Linked DNA regions of Pan troglodytes: region 2 is linked to region 1. The links are chromatin contacts, called in public Hi-C maps. All regions are on one chromosome and are shown on one strand. Each heading gives the region's core, a stretch centred on a gene start, on an enhancer-like site or on the middle of the called end of the contact. The rest is flanking DNA. Distances are from core to core; before and after follow the strand shown.

Evidence for each region. Hi-C and Micro-C count contacts between places; a contact is called where the count stands out from the background.
Region 2: a contact with region 1 is called in a Hi-C map of stem cell-derived neural progenitor cells, with 1.6 times the contacts expected there. The contact joins two enhancer-like sites. A contact is called at or near these places in 2 of 7 Hi-C or Micro-C datasets (blood and stem cell-derived neural progenitor cells).

What each region holds. Positions count from the first base shown.
Region 1 is chr13:21,546,472-21,553,449 of NHGRI_mPanTro3-v2.0_pri, reverse strand. All of the region lies in intron 2 of GLI2 (GLI family zinc finger 2), which reads right to left. Among named protein-coding and RNA genes, the nearest start is that of GLI2, 130 kb to the right of the region's middle. Within about 2 kb of position 2,544, at least 9 of the 24 cell types and tissues checked have an H3K27ac peak or open chromatin away from gene starts, as enhancers often do. A contact at or near this core is called in stem cell-derived neural progenitor cells, where this site is marked.
Region 2 is chr13:21,616,984-21,624,657 of NHGRI_mPanTro3-v2.0_pri, reverse strand. The region is part of intron 3 of GLI2 (GLI family zinc finger 2); the gene reads right to left. Among named protein-coding and RNA genes, the nearest start is that of GLI2, 200 kb to the right of the region's middle. Within about 2 kb of position 6,132, at least 3 of the 24 cell types and tissues checked have an H3K27ac peak or open chromatin away from gene starts, as enhancers often do. A contact at or near this core is called in stem cell-derived neural progenitor cells, where this site is marked.

The DNA of each region.
Region 1 (6,978 bases), core at 1,295-3,794:
AGAACACTAAACCAACTGGTGAGAGCTCTGCAGCACCCTGCAGAGCCCTCTGGACAGTCCCCCTGAAGAACCCCCTGGACTGAAGGTCCCCCTGCAGGGACCCCTGCAGCCTGGAGCCCAGGAGGGGGTGTCCTTTGACCTTGGGGAATGGGTTTGCTTGCATTTCCTTCCTTCCTTAGTACCCTGAGCCACTCTACTCCTCTGTCTTCAGAATACAAATACAGAGATTTGATTTCATTGGTGCTTTATGCCTTTGGTATTGCCAAATTGTTCTCTCTCTGGCTTCCAGCATCTCACTTCTGGAAACCTTTCTGTAGTTTAAGCGACACTGCCTGGTGATTGATGACTATTTTGCAACTGCTATCAGTTTACTATTTTAACCAATCTATCATAAATCAGGAAGAGGAATGCTGGACCCAAGTGGAGAGTGTAGCTTTTGCTCATTACCTAGGAGGATTATAGCCATTTCATAAAATCCATTATCTAGGGAAAGGATCCTATTGGTGAGGGCCAGCAAAATTCATTTCATGCTTCAAAAGTTTGTGATGGGGCTAGCTAGGGGAAAAAAACTAAATTGTTTGGAAGGTGGCGATCATGATTTGTTTAAAACTCAAGAACAGCCAAGACTGAGCTGTGCCCATTATACCAAGTGGCACTTTGTGTTCAAATGCAAAGGCACTGTTGCCCCAGGGCCCAGCCCCCTGACCACAGCCCTCCCAGGTCTCACAAACATGGGACTGGCTAGGGAAGTGTGCCCCAGGTTGCTTCTCTCCCCTCCCTGTCCCCACTCGGGCCAGGCCACTCTCATGAATTCCAGGCCCAGAAATGGTCTCCTCTGTGACCTCCCTGCCAAAACAGCATTGGTACAAAAACAGGCACACAGACCAATGGAACAGAATAGAGAACTCTTGGCCCAGTCCTGTCTCCAGATAGCAGCTAGAGCCATGTCCCCACACGACCACCTGGTCATGTCCTTCCCAGTGCACTGAGAGGATCCCAAATCTCATGACCTCCAATACCATGTGCCCGCCCCTGCACCTTGCTTCCTGCAAGGTCCAAGGGCAATGACCTTTCCCCTCTTCCTTGAGCTCCTCTTTCCCTCTCAGAAGATGCCACACGTTCTCCTTGCCTTGGCCTGGAAAGTCTCCCCACAAAATGCACAGAAGGGTCTTTCCAGGACACTGCTGCTGCATCCTTACCTGTTACCTGAGGGTTCCAGTCACCCACCCCCTCTTCCCTCGACCATTTCTCTTCTAGCAAGTCACACTCTGACATGATTTGAGGTCACAATCACCATTTCCCAAAAGGCAGCTCCCAGGAAGTTCTCACCTCCTTACCTAACTTTGTTTCTGAATGGCAAAGGGAAAATGCAAGTGTCCCCAGGAGGGAGGGGGCCAGTTGCCCCTGCCTGTTCCTTCCCTGCAAGGCCTTGGGGGCAGCATAACCTCCCACTGGAAAAAGTCCTCCCACTTTTAGGACCTCTGGGGCCCAGAAGGCAGGGCTGGGTAAAGCCCCTTAGGAAGTCAAAAGAAGAAAGATTCGATAGATGTTGCAAAGAAAAAAGACGATGAAATAAAGTGTCTTCTAGATTTTGCCAAGCCTCTAGAACATTCCTGTTCAATATGATTTTGTTTCCTTCTCTCCTATACTTAACTTTCCCCAGATTCATTCCTCACCCGAAAACAGCATGGTCCCCCGGGAAGCTGTTTTAACACACACATGTTTTTCTAAGTAACCGTGAGCTGGGACTCGCAGACAATAAAGCTTCTTGTCTGGAGTCCTCCTTGCAGCTCAAACCGCGGGGAATTGAAGTGGCGAAGACTGAGCTCTCAGAAGCTCGGCTTTGCCGGATCTCAGAAGAAACTCTCAGTTCAAAGTTCTCACTGGTACCCCGAGAGTTCGAAGGGCTCGGAGTACATCCGTTGCGGGAGGCTGGGGGGGCAGGAAAGAACGCCTACGGCTGACAGTGTGAATCTTCCAGAGCCCCCAGTCCCTGGCACGCTCGCCTGGGTCCACGCAGGAGCCGCCTAACTTTCTTGCTCCATTTTCTCGGCAGTGCCTCCATGCCTCCCCACATTCCCTCTCTCTCCTCCCCTCCAGCTGTGTCCACCCAGTTCCTTTCTTTCCTCCCCCATCCTCCCTCCCTCCTTCCCTCCAGCTCCCCCCGCCTGAGGCCCAGCACAGCCTCCCTGTCTTGGCGCCTACTTATGCTTGCTGGCTTCAAACTTGGAGCGCAGCAGACAACGGGAAGGGACGTGGGAGAAGGGCGCTGCAGGCCAGGCCTTCACACACAAGAGCGGCCTCATCAGCACTCCTTTCCAGGGAGCGTCTCCGGAAAAGCTGCCGTCCTCCTTCAACTTACCCAGCGTGCGGGGAGGGCGGAGGGACGCAGCACCCAGAGGGGCGGCGGTGCGGGGAGGGCACTGCCCAGCGGCGGCACTGCCCAGCGGCAGGAGAGGCGGTGGACCGCCGGGCTGGAGCGCAGGGAACATCAAGTGGCCGCCGAGGGAGGCGGGGCTGCATGAATCATTTATAACCGGCGGCGGCCAGGGTTTAGGAGCGCTCGCTGGCTGGCTGGCTAACGGAAAGGCTGGCTGGACTCGGGGATCCAGCCACACTGCTGGCGGGCAGCGTGCTGTCCACCCTGCGGGTGCCTTTCTCAGACTAGGGCCCGCATGAATTCCGCCTCCTGGGAGAAGCTGACGTCTGCATGCCTTCCAGGGGCAGCGGCTGCCCTCCAGGGTCTGGAACTTGGGGGTCATGGTGCCTCGAACTCCTGACTCTGTGGCCCCAAGAGGAAAAGGAAGCTGGGTGGGATCTTAGGGGCCATGTGGACTAGACAGCCCACTGGGTAAGAAGGGGAAATTGAGGCCCAGGAAGGGAGGGAGACTTGCCCAAGGCGCACAAGGCTGTGAAAGACATGACTGGCCCCCAGGCCACTGTGCACCTTCTGAGCCGGCTCCCTGCAGTTCCCTGAGGGCACTGAGAGCTACAGAGCCTGGAAGTGGAGTCCCTGCGGGCAGTGCAGGTGAAGGTGGCTCCTCACACACAGGGGTCATGGGGGGATCTGAACCCACATCCCCAGCCAGCCTGAAATGTCACTCATCGAGTTTCAGTCTTTTGAATCAAGCTGTGGAAAATCACACCCACCCTCTTTTCCCTTCCGCAGGGAGTGGACACATGAAAAGTACTTTGGGACAAGGAGTTCCAATCAAACAGAAGATTGGAACCTCAGCACCTCCAAAGCTCACGGACCCGCTGGTGAGGGCTGCCAGGACTGCTGATTCCACTCAGCCACTCACCACCCGCCCTGTCTGCCAGGTGCCATGTGCAAGGATGCTGCATTTTCTGCTAATGGGGGTGGGGGATGGCAGGAGACATAATGGGGTGGGGAGGGGTCATTGCTATTGTCGTCATCACTCTTTGTCACCCCAATGACATTCTATACCTTCTTTTGCATCTGATCTCAAGGCATCAAGAATATGAAAAACAGCTCTTCTGTCCCCAAAAGGGAGATCTTACCTTAAGCAATGGGATTACCATTAAGTACAAGACATTTGACATTAATCCCAGGACAGGATGGGAGGAAGGGCCCTGACCAGGAGGGGGGCACTCCAGAGTCGGCCACCCGCTTCCCTTGCCCTGACCTGTCCCGTAGCTCTCCCTGTCAGAGGCTCAGACTCCATGTCCCTACCCGAGACCCTCTGACTGTGGCCAAGCTCCAGCCCTACCCTATCCCCAACACCCTCTGCTACATTCCTGCAGGAGCACAGGCTGAGGCCTCTAGAGTAAGACATGTTTCTTATGCAGGAGGCGGGGAGCTATGGGACCCCATCTTAAGCCAAGAAATCAGCTCAGGCCTGCATGGGCCTTCCTCGAATCTTGAAGGAACTGTGGACATCTTTCAGCATGGGGAGCAAGAGTGAGTCCCATAAACACCAACTGCATCCCCACTCTGAGTCTGGGCAGTGCTGCCCCCAGGCACAGGGTGTTGGGCTGGAAATGGCCTGCTCTTCCCTCTCTTGAACAGGGGGGGTGCCAGGTCCAGAGAGAGAGCCCGGCCTGCCTGGGGTACCCGGAGTGGGACGCATGGCAAAGCCTTGAATGCAGAGGGGCTGCATGAGCAGGCGTTGGCTGGCACTATCTGAGCACCGCATATACCCTCCCCACGGCATACAGCAGCCCTTGAGATGAGTCAGGTGGCTTCCTGGGATGGCAGGGATGGGGAGAAGATGGTCAAACCAGATGCTGCTTCAGCGACACTTCTATAGGGCCATGGGGTTGCAAAGGGATCAGAGGTTTGTCCCGGTCACTTACATAAAAAGCTCAACCCCAACGCTCCCGGGTCAGCAAAACTGAAAAGCAGACCCCCTTCTTGGGTGGTACTGCCTCCAAGGGCACCGCAAAGGCCACAAAAAGAAAACAAGGGAAGGGAACCAAACTTTTCCTCAGCCTCGGGGGAGAACTAGACCATGCTGGAGGCTGGTGGAACGGAGCCTCCAACTCTTTCCTGATGGGACCCTTGCCAGAAGGACCCCTTCCCTCCTAGTGGCGAGGACAGAACTCCTTAAGTTCAGAATCCTGATCCTTCTGACAGTAGCCGGGTGGCAACTGTGTTACATGGGGGGCAGGGCATCTATGCAGACAGTAGGACCTGGCCCAGCTACTGTTTGCATGCAGTGAGCTCATCAGTGAGGCTCCCCTCCATGCAGTGGCTGCTCTGGAACCGCGAAGGGCTGCACTGACACAGGCAAGCGCTCAGACACTCGAGCCACGTTTAGTCAGCCCTCCCGGCTCGGGCTCCCCAGCCTCGATACTACCCATAGATGGAAGTGATGAGGCCTCGGGCAGAATCCCAGGGCACCATCACCAGCCCTTCCCCTCAGCTTCCCTGGGGCAATGTTCAGGCTCAGAATGAGGCATTACCGAGTTGGAAGAGAACTGGTTGGACCCCAACAGTGAACGCCCCACAGAAAGGGCTGCTCTCTGGACCCCACGGCCATCTCCAGAGAGACCCCTTCCCAAGGTGTCTGCAGCCTGGGCCAGGCCTTCCATAGGCAGTGATGATTCTGAGCTGGTTCTCTTCAGCCAGGCTTACAGGAGGAGGGGTTTGAAGAAATGCCCTTCCATGACATACAAGTGCCCCACAGAGAGCCAAAGCCCTGCTCAGGTAAGAGAGGGTGGGGCCGGGCGCGGTGACTCACGCCCGTAATCCCAGCACTTTGGGAGGCCAACGTGGGTGGATTACGAGGTCAAGAGATCAAGACCATCCTGGCTAAAAATACAAAAAATTAGCTGGGTGTGGTGGCGGGCACCTGTAGTTTCAGCTACTCGGGAGGCTGAGGCAGGAGAATGGTGTGAACCTGGGAGGCGGAGCTTGCAGTGAGCCGAGATGGTGCCACTGCACTCCAGCCTGGGCGACAGACAGAGCGAGACTCCGTCTCAAAAAAAAAAAGAGGGTGGGAGTGCCTCTGGCAAGCCCACTCCAATCCCCATTCGACCCCCACCTTCAGCCATCGAGACACATGGGCTCTGCACAGAGCAGGACTTGCAGGGGCAGAGGTTGGAGAAGGGATCAGCTGGAGCTGCCTTGGCCCTGGGCAACCCATGTAAAAAACAGCAGGTGGGAAACGGACACAGCCAGGCAACAAAACTACAGTCAAGACCAGCCTGTGTGCGCTTGTCCCGGGGGACAGTGTCTCCCAGAACTACCTTTCCTGGAAGCAGCCCTCCCGTCTGTGTGTGCCAGCCCTGCAGGAAGACCATGGCATCCTACCAGTGTCCCCACGCGGGCCCTCACAGAGCCTCCTCCTGCAGGCTGCCACCAGGACTCTCCACACCCAGAACTTTCCCTGGCTCCACCAAAGCCCAGTAGGTAACCTCTAAGTCCAGTGACTGCCCTTGGGAATTTGTCTACTTCTCCAGCCGCCCTCCACACACAAGTCATTTTGCTGCCAAACTGGCCTTTCCATTGACCCTAATATGCCCGCAGACACAGCAGACACAGCAGACGCCACCCTCTCTCCTGTTCACATTGACGCCTCAGCCCCATCAACTCCTCCTCCAAGCAAAAGGCTTCCTGGAAGGGCTGCCGCGGCCTCGCCCTCCTGTGACTCAGCTTATCTGTGCTGTTCCCAGGACATATCAGACCCTTTATGTTGTTCTGAATACAGGCTATTCCCACTTACAAATGAGCTGTGTTCTCAAAGGTCGACATATTATAAATCAATGATTTGGAACTTAAATGCATTTTCCCATAAAAAATAATGTAACATAATATGAGTGGCTTTCCATGTTAGCCCACAAATGCCCAGATAACCCACATTGTGGCTAAGATACTACATAGATGCAGTTAAAACCTCTATTTAAAAAATACAATACTAGTAATTAAGTAGACTGAAAATCATTAAGCATCTGATTAAAACAGAATAAAGAACTGTGTGTTCTTCACGTGGAGTCCTAGTGCTTGAAGCAAGGCAGGCTCTCATCATAGCAGGAGAGACGGCCCGTGGTGGATTCTACAGCCCTGGGGTTGTGCAATCACAGGTGTGGGGTGGAGACCGCGGTCAGGAAGAGGCAAGCACTGACTGGGTCAGGCAGCCCTTGACCAGGGGCAACACGGGCACTGGCCGGAGCCAAGGCACGCAAGGGTCCTGAGGGGCAGTGGTCGGCTGCCGGAGAAATGCCTGCAATTGCTCCTCTCTGGGGAACTTGTGGGCTTCATGCTTCCAGGGTCTCCCAGAAACTCCTGTTAGTCCATCAGCAGGCATGTTGTCCTCTCATTCGTCTTGAATAAGTCCAAGTTGTGAGTTGTCTAAGCTGAGTCCTCCAATGGCTCAACCACAGCAATAGCCCCTTCCAGGCACTCTGGTCACCTTGCAGGCCTATGAAGCAGATGTTGTTAACATGGATGAAAACCCAAGACTTGAGTTTTTGCAGCTGGCAAGGGGCAGAGCTGATCCCCGGCTGCTCCGCTGC
Region 2 (7,674 bases), core at 4,883-7,382, 68 kb before region 1:
CACTCCCCCGGATCAGCTGATGTTTACTGAGCATGGGCCTCTGATGGCACTGATGGTGGGGAGCTGGGGGTCTGAGGCCGACTTGGCCAGGGCCCCACATGCACCCAGGTAGTGAGGGAGCAGGTGTGGGGAGCTGGGGGTCTGAGACAGACCCGGCCAGGGCCCCGCATGCACCCAGGTAGTGAGGGGGCAGGTGGCTGCAAACCTGACTGACAAGTGCTGTGCCCCACATTCCCAAGGTCTATTCTGAATCCACAAGTGCACAGATCTCAGCAGACCACCTGAGTGCCCATGAAGCCATGGTGATGGTAAGACAGGGTGCTGCTGCTTGGCAGGCATTCCCAAGACCAGTTACGAGCTCAGGAAATCACAGGCCCTCAATCCCATAGTTCACACTGGTGCTTTGGCCGAATCACCATGCCAGGACCTCTGGGGTCACAGAGAGAGAAGGGATACTGACTATAGCCTTCTAACAGTATACAAGGTGCTGCAGCAGGAAGAGGGGTGGGAGGAAAATAATTCACGCACTCTGTTGGTGCAATCTGAGAGGGCTTCCTGCAGGAGGTGGCATCTGAACTGTGCCCAGACTCTTATAAGAGAATGGAATGGAGGTGGTGAGTAGTATAGGCCTGGTGTTCTGAGATGGGAGAATAGCTGAATAAGGACATGTTGTATTGGGGAACAACCACTATAGTCCAGAGGCTGAAGGTCTGACCAGACATCTGGGTAGGAGGAGAACACGCAGGGAAAAACATAGTAGAAATGTCGGTAACCCACCTGAGCTATTTTACAGTGGGAACTTCTCTTCACCCAAACCTGCCATCAAGGCAGTGAAGAGACCAGGCACGAACTGGGAGAGGATATTCACAACACATGTTGCTAACCACATAATGAGTAACCTTAGTGTGCAAAATACTTATTCAAATAATGGGAAAAAGAGGACCTCATAGAAAAATGGGCAAAATAGCCAAACAGACATTTCCCAAGAAGGAAACATCAGTGGCCCGTAAGCATGTGAAAGAACACTCAAGGTTCATTAGTAATAAGGGAAACAGAAAATTAGAATCACAGAAAAGAGCCATTTTGGCAAAAATTAAAATGTAGAGGCCATCACCTCCAAAGTGATGGGGCAAGGATATCACAAGGATACAGGGCAAGGCCAGCTCTCAAACTCTGCTGGTGGGAGTGAGTGTTGGCAAAACCAGCGGGCGAAGTCTGGCAATGTCTAGGAGGGTGAGAACATGAATCCCCTGTGACTCAGCATTTCCATTCCCAGACATGCATTTACTTTAAATAACCCCGCACTTGGGGCCCAGAGGATGGTATAAAAGTGTTTCTGCAGTCACGTTCAAATTAGCAAAAACAGACACATCCCAAATGCCAGTCAACATAGACTGCTTCAGAGCAGCCCAAATGAATGAAGAGCCCTACACATTAGCAGGAAAATCTTCGGAACAACGTGGAGTGTGAAAGCAAGTTCCCGAAGAATACCTCTGCAATGATTCCATGTATATAAAGCATGACAAAGCAAAACGAATTAATACATTGTTAGGGGAGTCAGACACAAGGTAAAACCGTCATAAGATGTGAGGGGTGATAAACTCTGAATCCCAAAGAATGGTGGGATGGGGAGGACCTGAGGCAGGAGATTGGGGACCACACGGGACCTCAAAGGTGCTGGCATGTCCTCAGTCCTAAGAGTGAGCAGGGGATAAGGGTGTATATGTCATAATTACTCAGATATCTTAAACATGCTTTTGCTGTTCTTTTTTTTTTTTTCTGAGATGGAGTTTCGCTCTTGCCCAGGCTGGAGTGCAATGGCGCCATCTCAGCTCACTGCAACTTCCGCCTCCTGGGTTCAAGTGATTCTTTTGCCTCAGCCTCCCCAGTAGCTGGGATTACAGGTGCCCACCACCATGCCTGGCTAATTTTTGTATTTTTAGTAGAGACGGGGTTTCGCCATGTTGGCCAGGCTGGTCTCGAACTTCCGACCTCAGGTGATCCCCCTGCCTCGGCCTCCCAAAGTGCTGGGATTATAGGCGTAAGCCACCACACCTGGCCACTTTTGTTGTTCTTTTGCATGTTTTCAATAATCAATAAGACCAATTTGTTTTTTTAAAAGGCTGGCTGGGTAGAAGTAGTCTCTGGTTTAAGTTGGCTGAGTGGATAGGGATTCCGGGAGCAGGACGGCTGCAGGGCTGGCGCTGTGGGGGAACTCAGGGCTGGTGGTGGTGGTGAATGTGTGTGACTGCTGGAAAGCATCTGAGGCTCAGTCGTCTACATGATCACTCCATGGGCCCTCTTGGCCACAACATCTATCTGTTGTCCAGGCTCCCTCCGGGCCAGCCCTAGCCCCATCTGCAGCAAACACGCATCCCATATATTCGACCTGCACTCACCCCGTTCCCATCACAGACCCGGACACCACACCAGACCTGGCCAGCTTTCAGCTGTCACTCCCTATGCAGAGCTGTAATAAAGAAATCACTGTTTTCAGTTGACAAAGAGCAGATTTCTTACTAAGTAAACACTGATGTTTTGGTAGGGAAATTAAGTTATAAAATTGTGCCTACAAAGGGGGCAATAGAGATGGACTTGGTTGCAATCTAGCCACATGGTCCACAACAGTTGATTCATTCACTCACCCTTTATCAGTTTTCCCCTGGGAGCAGAATAGGAAGGTTATCAGTTTTTGCAAACAGAAAACCCAAAAAGCATAAAAGATAAGGGGATTATCAGGGAGACGTTTTTCCTAGCAAAGTGAAGACATTGGTGGAGCAGGGTAGGGAGGGGAGGAGTGAGGTGTGGGGCCTGTTGGAAGCCTTGGGTTTGCTCCTTCTGTGCAGTGGAACCAGGAATGTGTCTGGGTCCAGGGAGGAGGCCCTGGGGGAGTCGGTCCTGCTTAGGCCCTCTCCAGGTGAACTGCACCACTGACCTCCGAGTACAGGGGGACTTTGTCTGTAATAGAAGCTGCCATGGGCTGAGCACTGCTGAACCAAATCTTCCAGAAAGTCAAGGGTTTAAAGCCATGGGTGGGAATAAGGAAATAGGAGAATAAGATGTGCAGTCTTGGGAGTGGGGTTTGTGGGGAGAGGCCTTCGTTAGTGGGAGAGATTTCATTATATTTCGTTAGAGGCCTGGGTTTTAGTGATGAGAAAGGGCCTGGGTGGCCGGCGGGCTGGATAGAAACTCCTCCACAGTGAGATTCTTAAACTCTGGCCCAGCCTGCTAAAGTGGTGTGTGGAATTTCCTTTCCTGGATGCCTGTCAAAACTAGCTGGAGAATCCTGAGCAGCTCAGATATATCTCTTCTTCGAGGTGGGTGTGCTGCTGATTTTTACCAAGCCTTCATGAGTATGTGCTTTGAAAAGATTCCCCTCCTTAGTGGCACTGGTGTCTGCCTGGAAGTGGAGGCCCCTCATTGGAACAGGGCAACCCGAAGAAGGTGGTAGGGCCCCCAGTGGGTGGGGTTGGGGAAAGGCTGGGACGTGGGGGGAGGCCTTCATGCCTCCCCGCTGATAAGCGCTTTCTGTTCCTGTATTTCTGGTGCTCTGGGCTCCCCATACCCCCTCTTCCAGCATACCACCCTGTCATTGGCCAATTTCTGCCCTCTCTCCAACCAGATCATGGGGTCTATGTGGGCAGCAAGACTGTGCCTCCTGGAGGTGGAAGGGGCATGTAGTTTGAGAAATTAGTGGGTGCAATTCACACTATTCAGGTGATAGATACTCTAAAAGTCCTGACTTCACCGCTACAAAATCTATGCATGTCACAAAATTGGAGTTGCACCCCATAAATTTATACAAATAAAAATTCTATTAAAAAAGACTGTGCCTCCTTGGGCCTGTATCCCCAGTGCCTGGCATGAGGCTGGCACACATGGTCCCTGGGTGAGTGTCCTCAGAGGAACGAGCATTAAGAACATTCCCCACTGAGTTAAGCAACTCTGAACTCTTGCTACTTTGTTTGGGCAGCACAGGCCAAGTGTACATTTCAGAGGTGCAGGCCTTGGAAGGAGAGGATGGAGGGATGGGGCTCCTGACGTGTCCAGCATACCTTTTGATGGGCACCAGACATACCATCAGTGCTGGCTGCAGTGACAGAGGCTTGACGGCAGCAGCAATTTCTGACCTTTTTAAGCAGTGCCTCAGGGGCAGGGCACTGCTCACATTTTCCCTCAGCAACACCTTGACTCGGGCTGGCAGGAGTGGCCTCAAGTGACAGCACTTGAGATACAATAAATCCAGCAACAATGAGTTTGGCTGAATAAATGAATGCATCTGGCAGTGGCGTCAGCTTCCACCGAGTGGACAGTCTGAACATGTGCAGTCTAAGAGGACTCCCCACCTCAAAGGCCAATCCACCCCACCAATGCCTGAAACTTTACTGTTAGTGATTAATTCGTTTGGGTTGATTACTGTTCTGTTTCCATGTCTGCAGACAGAAACAACATACTGCAGCCCTGAGAACCATGGCGAGACTCTCTTTCCTCTCTGAGGACAATCACGGCATAGGGAAGAGCTCTGGCTTGGTGAGATCTCACAAGCTGGGCAATCTTGGGAAGTTCTTAAATTCTGGGAACGCCCAGTTCTCGCCTCTATGAATTGAGGAGAAAATCCCCCACCTTACAGGGTGTTGGGAGGACTGAATAGGACACCACTGGCCCAGCACCCTGCGGGGTGTCTGCAGTGAAACTTGGCTTTCCTTCTAATGTCAGCAGGGCAGTGATGAGAGCAGGGGACTCTCCGCCACTCGGTATGTCCCAGGTGTGCTTCTACATGCTTTACAGACACCCATCTAGTCCTCACAACAGTTTCACATGGGGAGCCACTATGTCCCCATTTTAGAGATGGGGGCCACTGAGGCTTGTGGGGCTAAGCAAGCCCAAGGATGTGAAGAGTATAAGCAGCATAGGCAAGATGTGAGCCCCGGCCTCAACCCTGTTCTGTCTACGTACTGGGGGTGTGGAGGGGAAATGTCCGACAGTGGGGACCCCGAGGGACAGGAGAGGAACCGAACCGTTCATCCCGATCCTGCCGCAGTCCCTCCCCCACTGCATGCCCACCTCGGCCTGCACATCAAGATTTGCTCCACTCCCTGGCCCCTCCTGCTCTCGGCTGACCACCACGGCTCTCTCCAAAACCCAGAGCCAGCAGCTCCTCTTCTGCGAGGGCTTGGCGTTCAGTAAATATCAAAGACCAGCCCATCTTATCAGACACGCTCCTCGTTAAACTTTTACAGGCCAGATTCCATTATAAATGAGCTGTCTGTCCCACGCAGCCCAGCGAGTGCATTCTTGGCTTTGGGAATCTGAAGCTCTCAGAGCTGGGGAAGATTTTAGCGAGGGGTGGGGGGTCAAAATGCCCAGTAAGTAATCTATGCTGCTTACTAGGAGTGTGTCACTGGAAAGGCAGCCAGCCTCCCCATGCCTCGGTTTCCCCAATTATCAAGTGGGAGTGATTATTGGGGAGTGATAATCCCACCTTGCAGGGAGGGTGACATGACATAAGCCGGCGGCTGGGCACAGACTCCTGCTACTGCTCCTCTGCTGGTCTGACCCAAGTATCCCACAGCCCAGAGATGGGGAGGGGCCTGCCTGATGGGGTCTCAGGGCTGTTTACATCACAGTTGAGCCAAGGCTCCACATCTAGTCGGTCTACCCTCAGACAGCCGTGGAAGGATGTGCTGCCCGACACATCGCCTGGACCCAGGGTTTCTGGGCTCCCTGTCTACCTGCTGTCCAGTTGCTCTGAAGAAGTGGTCAGCAACAGCCGGTTTTAAGGAAGAGCTCCCTGGAGATGGAGAGGCAGTGTGGACCCACGTGGAAAGGAGGGACAAGTTGCCTGGTGGGTGACGCTGGGCCCACCTAGCATCTCATCCCAGGGAGCAGATGGACATGCCTTTCGGAAGTCTCCTCCTTCCTCTAGGCTCTGAAAAGAAACAAGCATGTTTGCAGAGGGAGGAGAAGGTTCTTCCCAAAAAACAAACAAAGCCAATCCTCTATGAATCGTGAACCTCGGGTGCTGTGCCAAGAATCAAGAAGAAAATATCTTTCTGCTCAACCCACCCGTCTCAGTGAATGACTGAGGACAGAGTCATAAAGGCCCGGGATGACACTGGTGAGTCACAGGCTGAGCAGGCTGCTGTGTTCATTAATCTCATGGTGAACGGTGCAGTCTTTATGGGACACTGACCTTGGAAAAAGCAATCTTCAAATCCCCCCAGACTGGAAAGTTCATGAGTTCGGCCCAGTGGCAGCAAAGAAACTACTCTCTTAAGTGAAGGCACACTGACACCCGGCTAAACATCCCCATTAACATGCAGTCTCGGGGACCAAGTGGGGCTTCAGACACTCTTAATGCTGTCTCTGGAGGCCCTGGGTAATATGCATTTTGTGTGACCAAGCGTGCAGATGAAAGGGTGGTGAGGCCCCCATGCCCACCAGCTGGCGTTCACTCTATTGCCCTAACATACCTGGGCCCGGGTTGATAGCTACAACCCTGAGCCATCTGTGCCAGCAAGAGCCCTCTCGTCTCTCCTCCAGGAAGGGTGGCCTTGGGCCGTGACTGCCAATGCAATGCAAACCAACTACAGCTCAGGATCAAGAGACCTGCAGGAAGCCATCAGCAGTGGTCAGGTTGGGGGTGGAGTCGTGGATGTCAGAGGTCAGATGGTGCCAGGCAGGAGGAGAAAGGAAGGCTGAGATGCTGCAGCTGTTCCCACCCCATACACTCACTGCCTTTTGCAAGCTGAGAATATGAATAGGTTTAGGTCATATGAATAGGTTTAGGAGGGACTTGTCTGTGAATGGGTTATCACGAGGAACCAGGGGATTTTTAACAACCCGTGTTTTGGCGGCGAGGCGCTGTCAGTGATGAGTCCAGAAAGCCAACAAGCAGCTCTGGGCCTGCTTTCCCGGACGTCAAGCAAGCAGGGGCGCCTGCAGTGGTCCCCAAACTCTGGCCTATGGGCGCCTGTAAATAAGCAGATTTCCGGGCTTCACCCTAGTCTGAAAATCAACAAGAACTCCTGGGGCCAGGGCCTGAGAATGGGCATCTTTAAGACCCACCCTGTGTGTTCAGATCTGCAGCCAAGTTTGGGAACCTCTGCATGGGGCAGTTTCTGTACGCCCTTCTGGGCAGGAAGCAGCTGAAATTGGTCTTCTCTGAAGCCCCAGGGCAGGGCAGGGCAGGGCAGGGCAGGGCTGGAAAGGTCCTCAAAAGCAACATAGGGAGCTGAAGGTCCACCCCAGCCCCCCGAACCAGGAGCATGGACTTCTACATTCCTCTCAAGGACACAAGTTAACGCTGGCCCAGGGCAGGCCGGACTCATGCTTGTGTGACCACATACACTGAGGAAATGGGGAGCACCAACTTAGGGACCCTTCCTCGCCACACCTCAGCCTTGCTCCCCATGACACCCTGGCAAGCCTATTTCTGGGAGGCAGGGGGCCCAGAGGGCATCCAAAGAGCTTCTCTTTCCTGTTAGCATCACAAGGTTGGAGAGACTGCTGGGGGTGTGTGGCCCTATTCACAGCCGGCCTTCTCTTCTCGCCCTTGTACAGACTCTTGGAGACTTAGGGATGTCCCCATGGGGGCCTCAAGAGAACCTTGCTTGACCAGCAATCACACACCCCTGCCCCATTTGTCTCCCCATCACTTGTGGTTTGCACAGC